Regions from separate parts of the Nomascus leucogenys genome. Here region 2 is linked to region 1. A link is a contact called in public Hi-C data. All regions are on one chromosome and are shown on one strand. The core of a region is the stretch at or near the end of the contact, and the rest is flanking DNA. Distances in the headings are between cores, read along the strand shown. Region 1 has its middle 34 kb from the start of CLEC2D. Region 2 has its middle 19 kb from the start of CLEC2D.

Region 1 (4,863 bases), core at 1,563-4,062:
CCAGAGAATGAAATTTCCCTATAAGGGGAAGGCGAGGCAGGTGCAGGGTAACAAAGAAAGGAGAAGCCCAGAGGACCAGAACTTCCTCCTTCTCGGTCCCCTCACAATGCGGTTAACAATGGTTTTATCTCTGGGCCAAATCCCTGGAAATTTTCCAGATATTTCCAGGGACTTGCCCAGCCTGTCCCCGCCCCTGTTGTGTCTGTCCGGTAACAAAGCCAAGCAGTGCAGGCTCTTCCCAGCAGATGGCGCCATTAAACAAAAGTGTTCGGCCGGGCGCGGTGGCTCACACCTGTAATCTCAGCGCTCCAGGAGGCCGAGGTGGGAGGATGGCTTGAGCCCAGGAGTTCAAGACCAGCCTGGGCAACATGACAAAACCCCGTCTCTACAAAATAAAAATTAAAAATTAGCGGAGCGTGGTGGTGGTCTCCTGCAGTCCCAGCTACTCTGGAGGCTGAGGCAGCCAGATCATTTGAATCCAGGAGTTAGAGGTTACAGTTAGCTATAATCGTGCCACTGCACTCTGGCTGGGCTGACAGAGCGAGACGCTGTCTCAAAAAAAAAAAGTAATTAATAACAATAAAGCTTATAGTTACAGTTTCTTTCTTAGGAATAATTTCTGCTTCAGGAATCTGCAGTTTGCATTTCTGTTTCTGGAACCACTGCATTAGGTAGAAAGACAGAGAGTTGAGGTTATGTGGAGAAGAAGTGCATAGTTAAGCCAGCACCTTCCTCCATTCTTTCTTCCAGAAATCACTCAGAAAGACAGAGGAATCTATCCAGTGGGGTCTCTCTTAGGCCCCCTCATGTTGAGTGAGAGCACACAATCATGAAGGTGTGAAGGCCAGCACTTCATGCCTTTATCTCCCCTGATTTTAGACAACAAATGTTTTAACTACTCATTTCAGTTCTCTAATAAACTATTACTCTGAAGATGATATACAACATGTTGTGTACATTTGACGTGGTATTTCTTTGCCCACCGTTGAATGCTACGAGCTGTAAAATATGTCCTGTGGTCTGAAGAAGTGTAACTTAACAGCTCAAATTGGTACAGTATCTTTTGTTACAATCATTTAATAGTATTTCAAGCACTTGCATCTACCAGTTACATCTACTATGAAAGCTTAATATCTGGGGCTGGGCGCGGTGGCTCATGCCTGTAATCCCAGCACTTTGGGAGGCTGAGGCAGGTGTATCACGAGATCAAGAGATCGAGACCATCCTGGCCAACATGGTGAAACCCTGTCTCTACTAAAAATACAAAAATTCGCAGAATGTGGTGGTGCGTGCCTGTAATCTCAGCTACTCGCAGGAGGCTGAAGCAGGAGAATTGCTTGAACCCAGGAGGCAGAGAGCCAAGATCGTGCCACTGCACTCCGGCCTGGTAACTGAGCGAGACTCCTTTTCAAAAAGCAAGCAAGCAAGCAAGCAAGCAAAGAAAGGAAAGAAAAGAAAAGAAAGAAAGCTTAATACTTTGGCATGAAAGCTCAAACCGGAGTATCTATTCCAGTCGGAAATTATTGAGAGCTCCTTGGGGCTACTGGCATTGGTCCAGCTATGTTGGAGACCCCCCACACATACACACACACACCCTGGAATCTTCTCTATAGCCACCTGAAGTCTCTGTCTCTCATGTTGGCAAGCAGAGCAATTCTTGTTGGCATTTTCTGCCTCAGAGAGTGCAATAGGAATGTCCAGATCTGGCCCATCTCTAAATTGCTGCAGTCCCTTCACCCTTTCCAGTCATTTTCTAGATCTAAGTGGCCACCTCAAGACTGCACACCAAAAGATCTACTTGATGCTTCCAATCACCTTCCTCACCTGAATGAGTGTTGTTATGATGGACATTGACATGTCCCACTTTCATGCACCCCTAAATTCCCAGAGTCATTTCCATAGGGTGGCATCCCTTATGAACATGCTTTAATGGTCCAGTTTTCCACTGCCCACCTACCTGACTATAGGGCCAGGCCACTGGCTACCGCCTATGAGTTAATAAAAATCTAAACATAGGAGTTTTATAATTGTTCACTTCTTTACTGCTGGAAAAATAGCATGACATTCAGCACATTAGGGCGATTCATTCCTAACGTTCTTCAGAGTCTTTCCATCCATTGGCCTTAATGTGTGGTAACTTTCCAACAGGAAACCGTCCATTCACATTGGAGCTGCCATGCCTAACCCAAGCAGGTCTTTATTGGTTGACTGAGAGTTGCTCATAGGGCACATGTCCACATGGCAATAGGTTTCAGCAGCTCCTCAGATGCTTCCAAAGTCAGTCCTAGGGGAAAGGAGGCCACCTGTTCGTGAATATGGGGGTTGCCTCCTTGCATTCCCCTGGTTGCATGCTCCCGTGTACATTTCCATTTTATTATCAAACTCTTCTGAGCACTGCCTTCCTTGTTAGACTCTTTTTCTGACATCACCCAAGACATTACGTTATCTCAGATTTCATGATTACTTTATGTCCTTTAGTCATTGAGTCAGTCTCAATTAATACCCAATAGCAGCTAATGATTGTCTGTCAAATGGTGTGTACCAGGTGGCCCCATTCCGAAATTTTCTGGTCCGAAATCCCCAAGGTAACCACTGGGAGGCACTCAGGAGCTGTTGCCATAAGCTCCAGTCTGCATTCGTGGGAGTGACAGACATTTGTAAAATCCTATTTGAGTCGAGATGATAAAGGTCCAAAGGCACTGAGAGAGCTACCTGTTTTTGCAGTTTAGATAGGCCTGCCTTTGTTTAGGTTCCCACTTGTACACTGCTTTCTTTCAGGTAATCTCATGGAAAGGAGCGGGCCAGCTGTAGAGCCTGTGTTCTCCAAAATCCAAGACCAACCAAACTCTGGGCTTCTAGTTTGGTCCTAGGGGTGAGTAGCAGCAGAGATTTTTTGTTTTTTGTTTCAGTTTTGTTTTTGTTTGTTTGCTTGCTTGCTTTTTGAAGTTACTGTTTATTTATAGATAGATTTGTAGATTTCAGTGTCTACCAAGTATCTGCCAGCCTGCTAGGCACTTTATATTGTATCTAATTTTCAAAACAACCTTTTTTCTTAATATTTTAAAATACATTTTTTATTGTATATATTTAAGGTGTACAACATGATGTTCGTATAGGCTCACACACAGTGAAATGGTTACTGTAGTCAAGCAAATTAACATACTCATCATCTTACATAGTTACCATTTTGGTGTAAGTATGTGAGAACACTTATAATCTACTATCTTAGCAAATTTCCAGTATAGGATACAATATTAAACCTGTCGTCCTCAGGTTGTACAATCCATCTCCAAACTTATTCATCACGTATATTGGCAAATTTGTTCCCTTTGACCTATATCTCCCCATTTATACCACCACCCCCCAAATTATGGTAACCACCATTTTATTCTGTTTCTATGTATTCAAGTGTTTAGATTTTTTTAAAGGATTCCACATATAAGTGAGATAATGACGTATTTTTTTTTTTTATGTCTGCCTTATTTCACTTAGCACAATGTCCTCCATGGTCATCCACATTATCACAACTGGCAGGATCTCCTTTTTTAAGGCTGAATAATATTTCATTATATATATGTATATATGTATACATATATATGTACATACATGCAAGCGTATGTACGAATATGTATGTATACATATATGTACATGCATGCAAATATATGTACGAATATGTATATATGTATACATATATGCAAGTGCATGTACGAATATATAGATGCAAGCATGTACATATTTCTGTGCATACATGTGTATACACATATATGTTTACATATACATATATTCATATATATCATATGTATATATGTGTATATACACATACATACATAGGTAGTTGAAAATTTGCCATAAAGACTTACATTGTTAGACTTACATTTTTATAAATTCATTCTAAATAATGTGTGCAGAATAGACTATGGGGATGAGGAGATAGTAAACAAGGACACTGGTCAAGAGCCTATCACAATAATCAGGTGAGAAATGAAAATGGCTTAGTTTGGGTTGGCAGCTATTTTTAAGGTAGATAGATCTTTACCTTAAAAGTAAGCTAAAGGGTCTTGCTATGTTACTCAAGCTGGTCTTAAACTGGCCTCAAAAGGTAGAGAATATCTGGATATACTCCAAATTCATCTAGATGTATTGGACAGGTAATATGAAATGAAAATCAACTAGAAAGATGTATTTGATAATGATAATACTGAGGGAGAAGCTTGTATGAAGTAAACACTAGGTTTTCAGCTTAAGTCATGTTAAGCGTAAAGTGCCTATTAACTATCATTGTAGGAATGTCAGGAATCTAGTTAGATACTTTAGGCTGGAAGTCAGGGGAGAGGCTAGGTCTAGAGAAATAAATGTGATTGTTAGCAGCCCATAGATGAGACCAGAAGACATTGCGTAGGAAGTAAGCACAGATAAGAAGAGGTACAAGGACTGGGGTATTCCAAGCTTTAGGGGGTGGAAAAAGGAAAACGAACCACAAAAGAAAGCTGAGAAGGGCAATTGCAAAAAAAAAAAAACAGAATAATAATCTGGGGTAGGGAGAGGGCTTATTTATTTATGTTTTTAATTTTTTTTCACATGTTAATGACAGATTTTAATTTTTCCTTTTAGTTATATAATTTTGCAAGTTACATTTTTCTTTACATGTTATTTACATACAAATTTAGAATTATTCCATCTTTCTTGTGAGACAAACTTTTTACCAATATAAAGTGTTCTTTTTTTTTTTTTTTATACTTTAGGTTTTAGGGTACATGTGCACAATGTGCAGGTTTGTTACATATGTATCCATGTGCCATGTTGTTTTGATGCACCCATTAACTCGTCATTTAGCATTAGGCATGTCTCCCAATGCTGTCCCTC
Region 2 (4,756 bases), core at 734-3,233, 52 kb after region 1:
AGAACCTTCTTCAACCTGATAAAGGCATCTACAGAAAAACTACAACTAGCGCCAAACTTAACAATGAAAGAATAAATGCTTTCCCCCAGTGACATAGAACAAGGCAAGGATGTCTGATCTCTCTCACCAATCCAATTTAACATTTTACTGGGTGTCCTATTAGGGGCAAAAAGGCAAGAGAAAAGAAATAAATGTCATACAGATTGGAAAGAAATAAAAGCATTGCTATTCACGGACAACATAGTTGTCTGCATGTAAAATTCTAAGGAATCTACCAAATGGCTATGAGAATAAATGAATTTGGTAAAGCTACAGGATTAGCTATGTTCATATATAAAAATCACTTATATTTCCATATATTCATAATTATGAAGTGGAAATTTAAATATAAAAACAGTGCCATTTATAATAACATGAAAAATATCAAATAAATATATCAAAATATGTTTAGGATCAGTATGATGAAAGCTGGAAACCAAAAGGACAAAGAAATCAAAGAAGACTTGAATCAACAGAGAGACAAAAGATATTCATAGATTGGAATATGCAATATCGCTGGATGTCAATTATACCCAAACAGGTTTAGAGATTCAGTGCAATCCTGATAAACATCGCAGTATGAATATTTGGAGAAATAAGCAAGGTAATTTTAAAATTATATGAAAAAGCAAAGAACTAGAATAGCCAAACAATTTTGAAGGAAAAAAATGGCCAAATTTGAAAATCAGGGAACCTCCTTTCGTAATTTACAAAGTAATAGAAATAAAGATAGTATGATATTGACAAAAGAACAGACACATAAATCAATGGAACAGAAAAAAGGTTTCAGAAACAAATCTAAACATGTATGGTCAATTGACATTTGAAAGATGTGGAAAGTAATCAGGTAGGTAAGGGGTAATATTTTCTGAACATGTAGTGCTGGAACAGTTGAGTGTCCTAATGCAAAACAGTGAACCTCAACTCACACCTAATACCTTATAAGAAAATTAACTCAAAATAAATTTTAGACTCATATACGAAGCCTCAAATGCTAAAACTATTAGAAGGAAAGAGGAAAATAACATTTTTGTGAACTTGAATTAGGCAAAAATTTCTTACATACAACACCAAAAGCATTATCAATATTTTAAAAATTGATAAATTGAATTGTAACGTAATTAAAACTCTCTGCTAGAAAAAAACCCTGAAAAGGGAATAAAAAGACAAGCAAAGGCACGAAAACATCTTTCTAAAAAGCGACTTGTATCTAGAATACATTAAGAACTCAAAACTCAACAATAAGAAAACAAAAACTAGATTAAAAAGTGGGCCAATGATTTGGAGATATACTTGATTAAAGAGGATATATGAATAGCAAATAAGTGCATAAAAACATGCTTGAAATAACCAGCCATTTGAGAAATACAAATTAAAACCATGAGTGACTACTACATGGTTATTAGAGAGGCAAACAAAACAAAAAAAGAAACAATCAACTGCTGGTGAGGAAGGGATGTGATATGGTTTGGATCTGTGTCCCCACCCAAATCTTATGTTGAATTGTAATCTCCAGCATTGGAGATGGGGTCTGGTGGGAGGTGACTGGATCATGGGGGCAGATTTCCCCCTTGGTACTGTGTCTCGATAAGAGTGAGTCCTCGTGAGATCTGGTTGTTGAAAACTGTGTGGTGCCCTCCCTCACTTCCTCTCTTCCTCCTGCTCTGGCCAAGTGAAGTATGGACTCCCCCTTTGCCTTCTGCCATGAATTGTAAGTTTCCTGAGGCATCCCCAGAAGCTGAGCAGATGCCAGAATCATGCTTCCTGGCCAGCCTGTGGAATGGTGAGCCAATTAAATCTCTTTTCTGTACAAATTACTCAGTCTCAGGCTATTTCTTTATAGCAGTGCAAGAATGGACAGGATGCAACTGGAATTTTCATGCATCATCACTGGAAATGCAAAATGTTATGGGCATTTTGGAAAACAGTTAAGCAGTTTGTTATGGTAAATGTAAATACACCACATGCCCTAGCCATCCTATCCCTAGGTATTTAAACAAGGGAAGTGAAAACTTGTGTTTACGCAAAAACCTGTAAGGAATATTTTACACCAGGTTTATTCATTATCACAAAAAACTAGCAACAACTCAAATATGCTTCAGCTGCTGAAGAGGTAAACAACTATTCCTCAGCCCTAATAAAAGAAAAAACTTGATCACACATTCACAATTGTCAATTTCTTACTGCGTGTTAGCTGGCCAAACTTTTGTCAGGTTTTTCTCCTCCCCACAGGCGCTACACGTATTTGCCTGCAAGTTTGCCTAAACACCTCAAAGCACAGACTTGCAAAAAACATCCTGCCTTAACCTGACCACAGACCACATTGCACCATTTCCTGTTGAAACGCCTAGACTTTGCCCCCTGCTCTCTCCCACACCACTAACTTTTTTTTTTTTTTTAGACTGAGTCTCTGTCACCCACACTGGAGTGCAGGAGCGTGATCTTGGCTCACTGCAAGCTTCCACCTCCCGGTTTCACGCCATTCTCCTGCCTCAGCCTCCGGAGTAGCTGAGACCACAGATGCCCACCACCATGCCCAGCTAATTTTTTGTATTTTGTTTAGTAGAGACGGGGTTTCACCGTGTTAGCCAGGATGGTCTCAATCTCCTGACCTCGTGATCCACCCGCCTCAGCCTCCCAAATTGCTGGGATTATAGGCATAAGCCACCGCACCTGGCCCACTAACATATTTTTGAAATCAGTGTTATTCCTATTGCAACAGTCCTTTTGAATAAAGTTTCTCCCTATCTAAGTCCAGACTTGTTTTTCTTTGACAAATGATACATACTATAACACAGATGACTTGAAAATGCATTATTGCTAAGTGAATGAAGTCAGATTCTACATTTACCTACGGCAAGATTCCATTGATGTGACATTCTGGAAAAGCAAAAGTGCAAGAACAGAAAACAGATCAGTGATTGCCAAGGGCTAGGGGTACAGGAAGACATTCTACAAAGGGACATGAGGGAATTTCGAGTGGGTGGGTGTGGTTCTATATCTTGACTTTTATGGTAGTTACATGAGTATATATGTTTAACATAGAAATCTACACCAAGAGTGAATTTTACTGAATATAAATTATAATACTTTAAAAGTCCCTGCCAACTTTTGTCCGTTTAATATACATCTACAGGAATAACAGGGAGCTTCAGCTTAAATTCTAGACAGGGGGAAAGATAGGTAAGATTGGATGATCTTAAGCAGTAAATATTGTTTGGATTTTGGCTCATATAAAAATATCAACCTTTATTCTTTCTGGTTCTACACTAATGCAAAATTGTCTTAAAAGTTCAGAATACTAAGACTTCCGTAATTCTTTTTCATTGTTACTAGGGTAATGTGTAACTCTCCCCTTAAAACTTCTCCCAAATCTCCCATTTGCCTCTCTTAATAATCTTCTAAATGTGCCTCCTTTCTCTTCTTCTTTTTTACATCTCTAGCTCCTCCTACTAATACTGAGAGAGCCAAGTGGGAAGGGGTCCCTGGAGAAACTCCAATTAGCCTGCCCACTGAGGTGGAGCCTTGGGAAGTTCACAAGGATTGCAGCAGGGAGAAGCCTGAGCCTGGAGAAGCCTGAGCCTGGCCCCTCTTTTTCATTTGTGGAACCTGGGATTCAAACTATCAGGTGGGAAGCGCTCTGGCGGAAGGACTATGGCCTTACCAGAGTACATGTTTCCCCCCTTTTTTCCCTTTTTCACCCAATAAAACTCTGCTTTACACACCCTTTAAACCATCTGCAAGCCTGAATTTCCGTGGCCGTGGGAAATTTTCCTTATTTTTAGCTGAAATAAGGAAAAGTCCTGCAGCAATATTCCCACATGCATCTTGTTCCACTTCTCCCTCTTGCTCAATTATTTCTCTTCTACCTTTCTTATAGTGTGTGCTGACTCCCGCAAATTCATACCACTCAAAGTACACACTGAACACAATACTCTTCAGACTTCCAGTTGGAAAAACATTAGGAATTATCTCTCAGAAGAACAAAGAAATAAAGCATTATTACTGATCAAATTTTAACTCAGTTTCAGGATCTGAAAAACTTAATCACAGGATGCATTTTAAAAAACAAGTTTCACAACTGTGCCAGGTAACAAATATTTAGTTTCGGTTCTGTAAACATTCTTTAGAATACAAAATTTGGCTTAGTAAGAACGTAACATTTGGGCTTAGTAAGAATATAACTTAATAGGAATGTAACTTAGCCAAAAGTTATATTTGTAACATCTAAAGAATGTTAGAACGCACTGCTCCGGGAGACAGATTTGAGAAGACCGATTTGAGTAATAATAAAACTCCCATCTCCTGCACAGCCGGCTCTGCATGAATTACTCTTTCTCCATTGTAATCCCCCTGTCTTGATAAATCGGCTCTATCTAGCAGGCAAAGTAAACCCATTGGACGGTTACAACAGTACCATGAATGCTAAGAGCTAGGAGTAACATATTACAAAAACAGTGGCACCCCTTAAAAACAAGTTTCCCCAAGAAAGGTGGGAGGAAAATAGGGGCTCAGGACAGTTGCAAATAGATGCCTATCTTCCAAATAAAATGCCAAGTCTTCTTGAGGTGTCACAGCATCCACAAGTTTCCAACCTAGGCTGGAAAAACAAGTTGGATCAGAGGGAGGTTGGAGGAGGGCCTGTGGGTGGCCCTGAAGCAGGCCACTAGGACGCCCTGTTTCCCTCTCTCCGCCCTTCCAAAAGTCCTTAAACCAC

Evidence for each region. Hi-C and Micro-C count contacts between places; a contact is called where the count stands out from the background.
Region 2: a Hi-C map of a lymphoblastoid cell line shows a contact between it and region 1, with 6 times the contacts expected there. The contact joins two enhancer-like sites. A contact is called at or near these places in 2 of 4 Hi-C or Micro-C datasets (a lymphoblastoid cell line and an unstated tissue).

What each region holds. Positions count from the first base shown.
Region 1 is chr23:23,599,314-23,604,176 of Asia_NLE_v1, forward strand. No RefSeq gene overlaps it. Among named protein-coding and RNA genes, the nearest start is that of CLEC2D, 34 kb to the right of the region's middle. Within about 2 kb of position 2,813, the one cell type or tissue checked has an H3K27ac peak away from gene starts, as active enhancers do. A contact at or near this core is called in a lymphoblastoid cell line, where this site is marked.
Region 2 is chr23:23,652,283-23,657,038 of Asia_NLE_v1, forward strand. It overlaps the pseudogene LOC100597987. Among named protein-coding and RNA genes, the nearest start is that of CLEC2D, 19 kb to the left of the region's middle. Within about 2 kb of position 1,984, the one cell type or tissue checked has an H3K27ac peak away from gene starts, as active enhancers do. A contact at or near this core is called in a lymphoblastoid cell line, where this site is marked.